2 separate regions of the Capsicum annuum genome follow, and region 2 is linked to region 1. Evidence: chromatin contacts called from public Hi-C data. All regions are on one chromosome and are shown on one strand. Each heading gives the region's core, a stretch centred on a gene start, on an enhancer-like site or on the middle of the called end of the contact. The rest is flanking DNA. Distances are from core to core; before and after follow the strand shown.

Region 1 (2,700 bases), core at 38-2,537:
ATTTTAAATTAATTAAACTTTAGTCACTGTTTAATGTGGAGACATTATTTGTTTCCATTGTATTATTTGTTTCATTTGTCAAAGATTCAAACTTTGATATACTCCCTCCGTCTCAAATTATCTATCCTAAATTTTTTAATTTGATTTTTTATTTTATTTTATTTTTTATTAATCAAGAAGAGACAAATTTTTTTTCATGTTTTACCCTTTGCATTAATTATTTTTTCTTCAAATTAAAATATAAACACTATTTAATAGAAGCACTAAAGTAAACTAGTCATATTATTAATTATTTTTGTTAATAAATATGTCATCTCAATTTGTGACGGAGGGTAGTATTTTTTCCCCCATAAAATAACACCTTCTAGAAATAACACCGTCGCATAGGGGTGTGCATCGATCGATTCGATTCGATTTTACATATTATTGGTTAGGTTTATCGATTTTTGATTTTTAAATATGCTAAACCAATAGTCAAACCAATAAGATATTTTTTATCGATTTTCTATTTATCTATTTTTAGTCCTTAACGGTTTGATTTCGGTTTAACCGATAAAAAAATACTCATAAAATAGAAATATTAGTAACTAATATGAAAAAAAACTGAATCTTAGTTGCAACTAAAAATCCTATATAATGTGTTTTAATTTACAAGAATCTTAAGTTTGAACTAACTATTATCAGGAGAAATTAAGAGTTTGTATAATTGAAATAATATGTTTGCTAATTTGTATAAATTAAAGAGAAATTAAGAGAAATATATAATAATTCACACACACACACATATATATATATTGGGTTATCGATTTACCCAATAACCTAATAAGAAAAAATCGAACCGAACCAATAACCCAATATTTTTTTTAAAAAAACCGTTAACTCAATAACTCAATAATTAATAAACCAATAACATTTTTATCGATTCGATTTATCAGTCCGTTTGATTTTGCACACCCCTACCGTCGCATACTTATTTATGTATTTATTTGATTATAATTATAATAATTTTATCTAAGAAGTCGTTTAGTCCTAATATTAATTATTTTGAAAATAATTTTATAGTAATATAATTTCAAGATAATTCATTCCTAAATGAGTAATTCCATGCATTTATTCCAATTAAAAATGAGATAAAGCTCATGTTAAAAATAATCTTGAGATTAGTTATCCTCGTCCCTTCCTGCCAAAGAGCCGTAACATTCTAGAAAGTTAATTAGTCCAAAATCTTTCCACGTGTCATCTTTCTGTGCAATACTTACAAATCGATAAATACTTCCAAATCTCACCAACACTTCAAAAATCTGCCACCAAAACGGCACAGTTTTCCAAATTGCCGGCGGAAGAGTTATAGCTAATTTTTCCATAAATAACTCCTCTAAAAAGGGAAAAAAATCTCACAAAAATATTTTTCTATAAGGATCGTTTAGTTCCAATATTAATTATTTTGAGATTAACTATTTTATTATTAATTATATAACATTATAATTTTAAAATAGTTAATAATCAATAATTTATGTATTTTATCCAGTTTTAATATAAATAATTTTATTTTAAAATTAATATGTAGATTAGTTATACGACGGTAACATTCTAGAAAGTTGATAAGTTCAAATCTTTCCATGTGTCATCTTTAGATTAATCTATAAATACCCCCAAATCTCACAAGCTCCGCCAAAACAAACGGCACCGTTTCACAAAATGCCGGCGGAGGAACACCACCGTAACGCCACCCCAGCAACGCCGCATCCACCGACGGACACGGCGGAAGAAGCCATATGGCTATGGACACAAATCAAAGCCGAAGCTCGGCGCGACGCCGAAGCTGAGCCGGCATTAGCTAGCTATTTATACTCAACAATACTATCTCATTCTTCGCTCGAGCGTTCGCTCTCTTTCCATTTAGGAAATAAGCTTTGTTCTTCAACGCTTTTGTCTACGCTTCTCTACGATTTGTTCCTTAATACTTTCTCTACTGATCCTGAATTGCGTGCTGCTGCGTCGGCTGATTTGCTTGCGGCGCGGTATCGGGATCCGGCTTGTGTTTCGTTTTCGCATTGTTTGCTTAATTATAAAGGGTTCCTTGCTTGTCAGGTGCGTAATTAACAGTTTTCGTTCAATTTTTACTTGTTCAGTATTGAGTTGTTGCACGTTTTCGTTCAGTTTTAGTTGTTCGTTGTTGCACGTTTTCGTTCATTTTTACTTGTTCGGTATTGAGTCATTTTAGTTGTTAAGTATTGAGTTGTTGAGCGTTTTCGTTCGGTTTTACTTGTTTAGTATTGAGTTTGTCACACATTTTGTTCATTTTTACTTATCCAGTACTGAGTTGTTGCATGTTTTTGTTCGTTTTTAGTTGTTCTGTATTGAGTTGTTGCATGTTTTTGTTCAATTTTACCTGTCCGGTATTGAGTTGTTGCGCGTTTTCATTCATTTTTACTTGTTCGTTTTTGCATTGTTTGCTTAATTATAAAGGGTTCCTTTCATGTCAGCTTTCGTTCAATTTTTACTTGTTCAGTATTGTGTTGTTGCACGTTTTCGTTCAATTTTACCTGTCTAGTATTGAGTTGTTGCACATTTTCGTTCATTTTTGCTTGTTCGTTTTCGCATTGTTTGCTTAATTATAAAGGGTTGCTTGCTTGTCAGGTGCATAATTACCGGTTTTTGTTCAATTTTTAGTTGTTCAGTATTGAGTTGTTGCACGTT
Region 2 (2,813 bases), core at 53-2,552, 350 kb before region 1:
CCCTCCCCCCATCTCCCGCCCCCGCCACAGCCCCACGCCCCAACCCCCTCGGACAAGACCCTAACCACCCATTACCGCCCACAGCCACAACTACACGCAAAAAATAGGGAAGTAAAAGGATATAGCCGGTGGCAATATCCAAGCAGCAGCCAGGAGATACAAGGCACACACACGTTGACGGGACTACTCCCGAAGCAAAACTAAGCAGCGACCGCCGCAACAGCAACAACAGTCAACAGACAATGTTCACAATATGAAATATGAGATAACGAACTAAAATGCGATATGAAATATGAGATAACGAACTAAAATGCAATATGAAATAACGAAATAATGAAATAATGAAATAACAAAGGTTAGAAGTCACCGGATTTCGCTTGGGGCTGCGGCTGAGGACGACGGCGTGGCGGGTGCAGGCGGGGTCTCGGTTCAAACTGATCATTACATGTGCGTAATATATTCTCACAGAAGGAAAAAAAAACATAACAACGCAATCACAACAAATTGATCATTACATAATGACGGTTCAAACACTATCAACAACAACAACAAATAATATATTCTCACCAAGTGGGGTATGGGAGGATCAAATGTGCGTAATCCATACCACTAACCCCCAATAAAGTAGAGAGTTTGTTTTTGCCAAACCCTTGCTTAGTATTAAAAATCTATATAAAAAGATGTAATAAAAAATTAAAAAAAGGTTGACTATCACGCTAACAGAGAATAATGAAAACAAGACACCCACATAGAAGTACTATAAATTAGGGCAAACAACATACATCTCGACAGTTTGGAGATTAGTTACCGAAAATTCCAACATTTTGCATAATTACTGAAAACCTCAATTTTAGGTATGTCGAGATACATAATTAGCTTATGCTACATCCAACGCCGATTCATTTTTTCCTTTGTAAGAATACATAATTAGCTCTAATACATTATTTTCGATTCTAGATCTGTCGAGATACATAACACATCTAATACAATACATTTTTTCCTTTTTAAAGATACATAATTAACCCTCGATACATTTTTTCTGATTTTAGTCCCGTCGAGATACATAATTAGCTCTAGATATATCCAATAAAGATACATAATTAATTTTTCTTTTTAATTACTTTGTAAGGATAAAAATTTACATAAATATGATAAGTTAACATATATGTTTATATTATTTTGAAACTACAAAAATCACCAAACACCTAGAACAAGAAACACTGGCAAACCATTGGGCCCAAACATTGTCAATTGGCCCAATAGCCCATTTTATAAAATCCTCATAGTTCCCATTAAAGAATCGTTTTGCTCGTTTTTCTTTTTGTTCTCCAATCGCTTTTGTTTTCCCCTACACGTTTAACAAACCCTAGCAAGTTAAAACCGATCGCCGACCAATTTTCCGGTTCACTTCAAGCCATTTACCGGTTCAACTCGCCGGAGCAGTTAAATCGTTGTCCGGTTCGTTCTGTTCTTTAAATAGTGAATACGAAATTATATAATTGTTTGAAATTGATTGATTTTTCGCATATATTTTTGTAAGCAAATTTATGATGTATCGTATCGTTGGAATTTGTGCCATATGGATTATGAAATTATCAAAATAGTACTTTGTTTTGTCTAAGAGAAATTATGATGTGTCGTATCGTTGGAATTCGTGCCACCTGAATTATGAAATTATCATTACTTTATTTTGTCTAAGAGAAATTATGATGTGTCATATCGGTAGAGTTTGAACTGTGAATTATAAGGATAGTACTTTTGTTTTTTTTTTGATAATCGCGGTGGAAGGTGTAGGTGGTGAGTGTTGTGTTGCTTTATTGATGGGATAGGGCTTGGTGTGTTAGTCTAGAGCACCGTGTTTTTGTAGTATCATTGGAATTCGTGCCATCTGAATTATGAATTGTAGGGATAGTACTTCTATTTTATTTTCTTAATAATCGCAATGGAAGGTTAGTAGATGGTTGAACGTTGTGTTGCTTTATTGATGGGATAGGTTTTGGTGGTAGTATGGAGCACCGTGTTTGTGGTAGTATAATTTGGATTCGTGCCATCTGAATTATGAATTATAAGGATAGTATTTTTATTTTTTGTGATAATCGAGGTGGAAGGTGTAGGTGGTCGAATGTTGTGTTGCTTTATTGATGGGATAGGGCTTGGTGTTAGTCTAGAGCACCGTGTTTGTCGTAGTATCATTGGAATTTATTCCATCTGAATTATGAATTATAAGGATAGTACTTTTATTTTTTTTGATAATCGCGGTGGAAGGTTAGTAGGTGGTCAAGCGTTGTGTTGCTTTATTGATGGGATAGGGCTTGGTGTTTGTCTAGAGGACTGTGTTTTGTGGTAGTATCATTGGAATTCATGCCAGCTGAATTATGAATAATTGTTATAGTACTTTTTTTTTTGATAATTGACATGGAAGGTTAGTAAGTAGTCGAGCCTCGTGTTGATTTATCAATGGATAGGTCTTGGTGGTAGTTTAGAGCACTGTGTTTGGCGCATTATTAAACTTATTCGTAATTAGGGGTGTACATAGGTCGGGTTGGTTCGTTTTTTTATTAAAATATAACCAAGCCAATAGTGTCGGTTTTCTAAATCTATAAACCCAATTAAACCAATATACAATTGATTTTTTTATTTCGGTTTTAGTCGGGTTTTTTCGAGTTTTTCGGTTTTTTGGTTTTCTTGGTTTTTTTACAATTATAATGTGATTGAAGAAAAAAATTAAATGTTTTCACTAAAAAGATTAAAAAAAACAATGGTCATAGAGTAATTCCATTAAAAATTAAGTTGACAAATTACTAAGACGTCTA

What was found. Hi-C and Micro-C count contacts between places; a contact is called where the count stands out from the background.
Region 2: a Hi-C map of bud shows a contact between it and region 1, with 9 times the contacts expected there. The contact joins the promoter of LOC107840952 here to the promoter of LOC107840956 in region 1. A contact is called at or near these places in 3 of 5 Hi-C or Micro-C datasets (bud, leaf and placenta).

What each region holds. Positions count from the first base shown.
Region 1 is chr9:215,944,838-215,947,537 of UCD10Xv1.1, reverse strand. LOC107840956 (serine acetyltransferase 5) reads left to right here and starts at 1,287. Exons shown (of 2, transcript XM_016684916.2): 1 at 1,287-2,091. The coding sequence starts at 1,699.
Region 2 is chr9:216,298,195-216,301,007 of UCD10Xv1.1, reverse strand. LOC107840952 (splicing factor U2af large subunit A) reads left to right here and starts at 1,302. Exons shown (of 14, transcript XM_016684907.2): 1 at 1,302-1,458.